3 separate regions of the Mus musculus genome follow, and regions 1 and 3 are each linked to region 2. Evidence: chromatin contacts called from public HiChIP or PLAC-seq and Micro-C data. All regions are on one chromosome and are shown on one strand. The core of a region is the stretch at or near the end of the contact, and the rest is flanking DNA. Distances in the headings are between cores, read along the strand shown. Region 1 overlaps Rptor (regulatory associated protein of MTOR, complex 1). Region 2 has its middle 6.0 kb from the start of Gm39484. Region 3 overlaps Rptor (regulatory associated protein of MTOR, complex 1).

Region 1 (2,910 bases), core at 195-2,694, 200 kb before region 2:
AAAGAGGAGCAGAGGCCCTAGATAACGGGGAGAGAGAGAAGACCCCAGGGAGCACACGGCTGAAATGGAGGAGAGATGGGGAAGCGCAGCGAGGCACTGGGTGAGGCTGGGGATGAGGAGCAGGCAGTGCAGTTGGAAGAACTAAGAGGAGTCACAGAACCAAGTGAGCCTGGTGGCCAGAGTGTGCTTTGGTGTGCTAATAGGCACCACAAATAGCTATCTGTCCTAGGTTTCTTTGGGACCTGACAAAGAGGAGCCAAAAGGGGCTCAAAATTGGCTATTTATTCTCTTTGTGAACACACAAGGAAAGCAGAAAATGTTTCTATTTACTACCAAGAGAAATAACAAGGAAATCATAAACCAAATTCAAGTTATCTTCATGGTTTGCAAGCCCTAGAGGTGGCCAGGTCTCCATAGCAAAGCTGCCTTCTTCACTTAATGCAAACAAAGACTCAGCTGTCCTTGGAGGCTAAACACTTAAGGTAGAGTGTGGACTGAGAGAAGTGACTGCCAGGAAGAAATGCTACCTGTACCTGAAGGCTCTTAGAGTGCTTCCCTACCAGAGACCTGAGATGACTAAGGCGGAAAGGGAAGGGAAGTCTCCAGAGAAGGCAGACTATGCTCATTAGGTGACAGCAGTGGGGACCACGGCTTCCCTCCAGCACTGACCTTACTGATTAGCAGCCTTTTCCTCCCTCAGAATCTTACTGGGCAACATGAGAAAAGTCAATTAACCTTAGTGCATATGCATATTCCCTATAAGTCAGTATGTGTGTACACTCCCTATGAGTCAGTGTATATTGCACACTCCCTATGAGAAAGTGCGTGTGCACACTCCCTATGAGTCAGTGTATTGCACACTCCCTATGAGAAAGTGCATGTGCACACTCCCTATGAGTCAGTGTATTGCACACTCCCTATGAGAAAGTACGTGTGCACACTCCCTATGAGTCAGTGTATTGCACACTCCCTATTTATTTCCAAAAGGCCCAAACACCATCACTGCTCATGACCCTGTTCTTGGAACACTCCTAAACAGTGCATGTTCTCAACCTCCTCGGTCTCACAAAGGAGCCAGAGCAGGCCCAAGCCTCACGGTCACAGCTCCAATTCACATCTCTCACGGATCAAACCAGATTCTGACCCTGTCCAGAGTCTGCTACAAGGGTGGGTGTGTCTCTGTTCCTGCACAGTGACCTCTCCCATCTAAATTAACTTCAAATTCAGGAACTGCAGCTGCAGGACTTCAGCTCTCAGAGCAGTGAGGAGGGCAGGGCCAGCAGCTCAGCTGGAACACGATTCAGTGCCTATCCTGTGCCTCCTGGTGGTAGAGGCTGCAGAGGCCGGGGATCTCTGAGAGTCTGAGGTCACCCAGGTCTACAGAGTGAGCTCCAGGACAGCTAGGATTACGCAGAGAGACACTGTCTCAAAAATGGAAGGAACAAAAGAATGGGGGGGAGGGGAGATGACAACAAGAGGCCACATCAAATAAAGAAGAGATCACTCAGACTGAGGGCAGGCCTACCCTCCAGGAGCCACAGCCATCTATTCTGAGGAGGTCTGCATGGACATCTGCCATCACTGCTAGTCTCTGATGGAAACACCCGGAGCTCCCTGCTCTCTACTCCCACTAATTCCTTTCTGTGGCAGTGGCTTCGTGAACTCTGCACCTCTGCATAGTTATCGAACTGCATTTGTAAGGCTCCATTGAAAACTCATCTACTGCCTGCAGATACTACACCTCACAGGAGTGTGGTTCTTCCAGAGCACACCCAAAGGCACAGAGTTGGAGTCATGCCAAGATCTTAATAAAATTAGGGATTCATTATTTCTGACCTTAGCTCTAGCAAGGTCTTATCTTGTGTGATTGAAAAAAAAATTTAAATTTAAAAAAAGTAGATTCAACCTCATTTCTTACCTATCACACTGGGAGGACACATTAATGGACCAGCATGAAAGGCACTTCGGATATTAATAATGTGCCTCCTGGGGGTTGACAGGAATTAATTAATATTTTTAAGGGCTTTGAAATGAGAAACACTAAATTAAATGTCACCACACCACGTAAGGTTTTGTTTCAAAATGAGGATGCCTGGATAATGGCTCTGTGGAGTGAAAGGCACAGCAGCAGGTGAGACATCAAGGAGTTTGGGGGATTTATGGGTGTTTTCATTGGGCATTCAAAACAACAAAACTCCCCAAAACACCACCCATCACACTAGGCATTCCTCCTAAAAAGCTAAATCTCACAATGTAATAAAATAGGCCACGTGGGTTTTGGAGCCTGCAGCAGAGAAGGAGAACATAACAATGAATAACTTGGTGCAAGGGAAGCCTGGTGCTCTGGACTCCATTCCTTTCCAGTGATAGCCTCCAGCCAACATCTGCCTGGGTGACAGCACACAGCTTCCTAGGCTAGTGAGGTCCAGGAAGGGCTCCTGAGAAGGGACTCTGCAGTCCCTGCCATGTTCTTCACTGATCTGACTCTCTCTCACACAGGGACAGTAGAGGCCACTATAGGCCACCACAGTGTAAGAAGGCTAGGCTGCCGAGCTGGAGGATGGTGTTGCTCCCATCACAAAGGCAGCTGTGTGGGCCCATCACAAACTTGGGTTGCAGTAATATGCTTCAAGGAGAGCCACAGCCATGACAAGAAGAGGAAAAGGGCTGCATGCAGAAAGAGTCTCCTCTTGACAAACTCCTAGCTGGGCTCGGAAACCCTGTGAAGCAGTGGCAACATGTCCTCTATCTCTCTAGGACTTCCAGCACCACTGCCCTCTTCAACCAGGACTGTGAGAATGGAGCCTGTCTTTGCCAGTTTTGTTTGTTTGTTTGTTTGTTTTTTGAATTTTGTTTTTTATATAAATAAACCTCCCAGTGTAGTGGCACTAGCCTTTGTACTTGGAAGGT
Region 2 (2,700 bases), core at 127-2,626:
TGGGTCCATGCCCATGGATGGGAAACATGTATTTGAGGCATGTAAGTTGGTGGCATCTGTGAACTCTTATCTGTGTAAGGCCCCAGTTCTAGGCAGATACATCTTTCTGAGGCTGCCATCCAACCCCTTGCATGAGACATGGACACAGAGTAGCAGAGGAGGGAAGGGCTGGGAAGACACTGCAGGTGGCAAGAAAGGTTTGGGCTGGGCAGAGCTGGCTTATTCCACTGTGGAACTGTCTCCCATGGTTATCTGAACCCCCATGTCAGTTTGCCGTTACCTAACTCTCCCATGAGGTACCACAAAGGCACCATTCACCAGGGCTCTAGCTCTTTCTGCACCTTGAAACCTTGGATCTCTGTCCAGGAGGCAAAAGTCTTTCAGCCCTCCTCCCAGCAGGCCATTCTCTGAGGCCACAAGAGCAGCAGCAAGTCTCTTGATACCCATTGCAAATCCCTTCTCCTCTTCAAGTTCCCTCAGGTTCAAGCCAGTCCCTCCTTCCTAAATGCAAATGCTCTCCTCGGTGAACCTTCCAGATTCAGAGTCGAAACAGAAATGTGATGTCATTTCTCACTGCTCCCGCCTCACCTAGTGGCCGTCACCCTTAAAGGAGATGCCAATCCCACTTCAAGAGACTGGGTCTCTAGCTCAAGTGCCTCATCTCTTGTCTGTCCATTCTGTTTGTGGGCCCAGTCCCAGGACAGAATCATCCCTGTCAGGGCCACCTTGCCTGGCATGGTGCCTCCTAAGGACAGAGAAACCTTGGGGCTAGGCTGCCTTCATTAGCTCCCCAGGGCAGCCATGGGCATGACAACTCTCCAGGACACACCGTTTGCTCTATGAAAGCTGGAACTTTGGGCCTTTCCTTTTCCAAGAGAGCCTCTGATCTCTGGATATTCACACTACGACATCGAGGGCATGTTGGATCCTAGGGTCACAGCGCCTCATCTCTCATCTGTCCATTCTGCTATGGACTGGGAAGGCTGGTTTTGGATGGATGGATACCCCAGAAACTGTAGAATCTGGCTGAACCAATGGTGGGACTGGGGTGGGGCCTGAATTTTCTCTGGAGGTGACCAAGTCCCTAGTGCCCAGATGACTAGACCCAGGGTTTGACCATTTTCTGCCTTTAGCCTTCGTGACCCGGAGAGCCACTCCTGATCCTGCATAGGCAGAGGCCAGAGCTGTGAGAGACACCCTGCCTTGGCTCAGTGCCAGTATTACACTTGGGGGAAGGGGGGAGAAACAAAACAAAACCCCCAAACAAACTCAAATCCAAAAAACAAAAGGCAGCTGCCAGCAGAAGGGAGGCTGAGTAACAGCCGGGCTGAGTCATGGCAGGAGGAGGCATTTGGTATGAGCGGGAGAGTATTCGGCCAGCTAGGAGCAGCCTCCTTAGGCCTAGAGGGAAGGGGAGGAAGGGGAGGCCCACATGCTGCCCTCTCTGGACGTCTGAGGTACTAGTCAGCATCTCTATAGAACACAGAGTCTTCACAGGTCCACATGCTAGGGATGGCATGGGGCAGACCAGCTCCCCACCCCCGCCTTGCATCGGGAAGCTCGGGCCCAGGTGCCACCCAGACCTCCTCAGTCTTGCCTCAGCCCAGTCTTAGAGGTAACAGACATAAACCATTACAAGGTGGTTGTAGGAATGAAGAGAGCCGCCTCAAGCACACAAGCTCTGGCTGCAGGCCTTCGGACCTGGGGCACCTGATGGACACGCTGGCAAGGCTGCTGGCTGGCGCCCTGCTCTTTCCTTGACAACTTTCCCACAGTTCCTCCGTAATGCCCCTGGAGGACCTGCCTTACCATAACTCTCCAGGATGGATTCTGTTTACCTCTTCCTTGAGAACTGAGGTTCCTGGCTCTTCTGTAAGTCCTGAGTGCAGTAGACATGGCTTTGGGGATAGCCGGGAGAGAAGTGGATTTCTGACCCCAGCTAGTGTCCTGGCCAGAAGACTGGGCAGCCCCTCGCCCCTGTGGTTCCAGTTGCTGCCGGTGTGGCTAGGGACAGTTGGTAAAGAACCCTGCCCAGCACCGTGACCTCAACTAACACAGCACAAAGACTAGCCCTCAGGGAGCCTTGGGTGAGCCTGGTAGGGTGTGCCAGTGTGTCTTCACTGTACCACCCCCTAACAGACAAGTGTCTGTGTGCTGGTGACACCCTCATCCTACTGAAGCTTCAAGTTTGGGAGCTGGCAGATGTCTGAGGATGGTTTTCTGTCAGGCATTGGGAACCTGAAAGAAAGAAGTCACCCAAGACCACCCAGCCAGGTTTGCTGGGAAAGGCTAACCCTGCTCCATGAGATACCTCACCTCTCTTCCGAGGATGGGCAGGGACTCCACAAACTCATTGGCTTTACCCCACTCAGAACTCGTGTGGTCCCAGCCTCTCCTTCAGATGTGGTCTGCTCCCTGCTCGCTCTAGCGGGTGCCTGCCTCTCCCGCCCCCAAGCTCCCTGCGGGAAGGGGTTCCTATGGCACCCCTTCCCCCGCACACACTTAGCTCACTGGAAGCCATCTGCCCGGAGATGGTGGCAGCAGATGCCTCAATGCACAGCGGTGCCTGAAACATAGTCGGCCCAGTGCCCAATCAACCTGGGCCCGTCCCATCAGGGCAGGGGCTGTGGCCAGAGGCGTTTTTTTGCACAGTGAGGACAGGCAGGTCCTGGATCCAATGGCATTTCTAGGATATACATA
Region 3 (3,005 bases), core at 411-2,910, 160 kb before region 2:
ACCAGCACCATGTGACCAGGCATTCTCAAGCACAGCCGCAGGTTCCAAAGCCCACCCAAGTAATAAAGGCATAGGTGCCAGAGGCTGGGTGAGTTATAGATTCAGTCTTCAGCAAGCATGGTTTCTTTGTCAAAATCTGTCAAACAGAAACGCTGACCTCATCGGGAGGGCAGAGTGGTGAGAGAGATCCTTGGGAGGCTATGAGGAAAGGACTGAGCCCTCTTTACAAGATGAGCAGCAGAGGTGGAGAGGTGCTTGCTCTTCAGACAATACTAGAGACAGGGAGACAGCAAGCAGGATGAGGAGGGTAGGTATGAAGGAACTCTCTGGGGTAGAAAGTTTCAGAGTGGCAGCGTGTGTGTCCTAGTGTGGCTTGGGGACCACTCAGGAAGAAGGCTGGGCATCAAGGACCCTCTGGGTGCTGGGGCTGACCTGCTCAATATTATTCCCATCAGCCCTCCACTTACCGTTTGTCTGTTTGTTTGTTCCCAAACAGGGTTTCTCTGTGCAGCCCTGGCTGTCCTCAGCCCACTCTGTAGACCAGGCTAGGTTCCAACTCAAGAGATGCCCCTTGCCTTTGCCTCCCAAGTACTGGGATAAAAGGTCTACACCACCATGCCCACCCCAGCTTCAACTTCCATTTTCAGTCTGAGAAGAATGAAGCAGTAGCACTTGAAGTCAGGGTAAAGGGCTAAAGAATGTCACTGTTAAATCTGGCCAGACCAAAGCCAAGAGTCTCTCCACAGCCGCTAAGCTACCTGCCCTCTCACCAAGGCAGAGACAGCAAGGCCGAGGGCAATCCTCAGAGCCTGATGCAGCACAGCAAGGGAGGGAGAGGAGGAGCAGTGGTGGACGGCTGGAACCTACTCTGTGCACCACTCACCCTTCCCACTGCCTCTGAGAGCGAGCCTTTGACACAGGGACTGCAAATAACGCCACTTTCAAGAAAGCTGGAGTCCCACAGCACTCTAGTCACACAGCATGATACATCCTGCAGGTGAAAGCAGACGCATCTCCACAACCTACCTTTCTCTAAAGTATGTGTAAGCTTTCAAAAGAATGGGTAGTCAAGAGATGGCGACTCCTTTGTGCTCTCATTAGCTAAAATGGCAGCTTAGGTTTGCAAGTTTGGAACTGGTTTTAGATCTAAGTTCCACATCCAGAGGGCTGTTGTAACACCGTGGCCTTTGGGGACAGGGCAAGACAGGAAGTGCGTGGGCAGGGCTGACTAATAAGCCTTTCGGCTGAAGAGCATCCATCGGAATTGTCCCTGAACATGCTGCATGGAAAGGCTGTCAGGCAAGAAGAGAGGAAAGAGGAGGGGAAACAGGCTGGTACAAGATTATGGCCAGAGCAGAAAAACATGCAAAATGTTTGTCTTGGGGACAGTTGCTAACATCTGGGCAGGAAGCAGCTAAGGGAGACTATCACAACACAATGGTTAACCCCAAGACTGCCACAAGACACATCTACACCATCTTACAAATTTAATGAGATCAGGGGCAAAGCGCATCACACAAGAGTTTGAATCATGTCAGTATGAGTCATTCAGCTACAATTCTGCCCGTGGCTAGGAGCCCTCACTTGCAGTTTGTCACAGAAACACAGACAGGTGGATCATGCCCAAGCTCTGGCTCCACAGAGAATCCAGCTATTTTGGAGGAAAGAGAAGGCTGCCAGCAGAGGAAGTCAGGAGGATAGCACAGTCATGACATAGGGGCAGCCTACAAAGGAGTGACATCGATGCCATGATAGTGCTGTGTCCAGATGGGCAGTACTGTTCTATCAAAATGTGATTGTCCCAAGCTGAGAGCCACCACTACTAGTTCAAGGCAGGCTACTCCACAGTGATCTCTGAGCACCCCCACTCCACCCCTGAGCTCCACTCGCTTCTTTTCAGGTTGTCCACATGCAACTCTGACGCGCTCCCGAGTAAGGCAGAGCACACTGACTTGCACCAGTACTGGTGTGCAGCACATCCCACTGTAAATCCCATAGAGAACACTAGGGTGGGGTGAGGAGGAGCACTAGCACCATCCGTCCCACCCCGCTCCTCCCTTAGAGCAGAGCAAGCATGTAGAGCCTTCTGACACAGGAACCAGGAGCAGTCCAGAGAAGAGGCTAGTAGGACCCCAAGCCCCTCTCGAGGGCTCTGAGGGTGTAGGCAGCAGGGAAGGAGAGAGAGAGCTGGAGCAGTACTCCATGCTTGACCCCTCAGGCTTCCCAACAACCTGCAGCTAGCCTGCTTAAGGGAGGAGGCACATAGGTCCAGCCCCTGCAACCCAGAAGTACGGACGTGCACATAAACACTAGGCTCTGCAAACACCTGTGCCTAAACCCCACAGGACAAGCCTGTAAACCCAACAGAAAGAAATGTGTCTGTCCCTGGCCACGTCAGCTCTACTTCCTAGAAAGCAGCTAACAAGGCATGTGTGCAGTCCAAGTGTACAACCCGATCACAAAGCTAAGATGGCTGCTCTTCAGAGGAGGAGTGTGCCCAGGAGCCTTGCTTTGCTGGAGAGAGACCCCACTTCCCAAGTCCACTGCTTGTTGAGAAGATCTATAAAAACATGTTTCATTCGTTGACTACAAATCCACTGTGACAGATACAAGAATGCACTGCAGAGGAGCTAAGATTTAAGACCTGCTGACTGCAGCCTCGGGAAACAGGAGTGTGTGGCTCCTACTGACCACTCAGCTCCCTGAAACGCCACGGTGACTGCACAGAGCCTTTGCCATTCATTCCTGCTGGCCAAGATGAGAAAGAGCTCCTACAGTTATGTGCACTCACAGCGAAAAGCCTGTCCCCTTGCCTGGCAAACAGGCCCGTTCAGTGGTCACCTCAGCTCCCTGCCAACTGTTACAGGTGCACCAACCCTCCTTACCTCCCACAGTAAACGGTAATGACTCCCACAGAACCTACCTGGGAGCCACAGGAGAGCTGGGACCTACCCCAGCAGAGTGCCTCCCACTCCATGCTTTAGGTAAAGGAGACCTGGCGAGTG

Evidence for each region. Hi-C and Micro-C count contacts between places; a contact is called where the count stands out from the background. HiChIP or PLAC-seq counts read pairs in DNA pulled down with a chosen protein or histone mark.
Region 1: an HNF4G HiChIP or PLAC-seq map of pancreatic cancer cells shows a contact between it and region 2. The contact joins two enhancer-like sites. A contact is called at or near these places in 1 of 15 datasets of contacts at CTCF or cohesin (embryonic stem cells), 12 of 484 Hi-C or Micro-C datasets (the C2C12 cell line, CD4 T cells, the N1E-115 cell line and 8 more), 7 of 115 datasets of contacts at active chromatin or transcription factors (bone marrow-derived macrophages, embryonic stem cells, microglia and 3 more) and 1 of 9 other capture datasets (pancreatic islet).
Region 3: a contact with region 2 is called in a Micro-C map of muscle stem cells, with 3 times the contacts expected there. The contact joins two enhancer-like sites. A contact is called at or near these places in 4 of 484 Hi-C or Micro-C datasets (bone marrow-derived macrophages, embryonic stem cells, muscle stem cells and 1 more), 3 of 115 datasets of contacts at active chromatin or transcription factors (bone marrow-derived dendritic cells and stem cell-derived neural progenitor cells) and 3 of 9 other capture datasets (adipose tissue, embryonic stem cells and liver).

The regions. Positions count from the first base shown.
Region 1 is chr11:119,714,000-119,716,909 of GRCm38.p6, reverse strand. All of the region lies in intron 3 of Rptor (regulatory associated protein of MTOR, complex 1), which reads right to left. Among named protein-coding and RNA genes, the nearest start is that of Rptor, 110 kb to the right of the region's middle. Within about 2 kb of position 1,444, at least 46 of the 459 cell types and tissues checked have an H3K27ac peak or open chromatin away from gene starts, as enhancers often do. A contact at or near this core is called in the C2C12 cell line and pancreatic cancer cells, where this site is marked.
Region 2 is chr11:119,515,852-119,518,551 of GRCm38.p6, reverse strand. No RefSeq gene overlaps it. Among named protein-coding and RNA genes, the nearest start is that of Gm39484, 6.0 kb to the left of the region's middle. Within about 2 kb of position 1,376, at least 70 of the 459 cell types and tissues checked have an H3K27ac peak or open chromatin away from gene starts, as enhancers often do. A contact at or near this core is called in the C2C12 cell line, muscle stem cells and pancreatic cancer cells, where this site is marked.
Region 3 is chr11:119,675,541-119,678,545 of GRCm38.p6, reverse strand. The region is part of intron 3 of Rptor (regulatory associated protein of MTOR, complex 1); the gene reads right to left. Among named protein-coding and RNA genes, the nearest start is that of Rptor, 74 kb to the right of the region's middle. Within about 2 kb of position 1,660, at least 131 of the 459 cell types and tissues checked have an H3K27ac peak or open chromatin away from gene starts, as enhancers often do. A contact at or near this core is called in muscle stem cells, where this site is marked.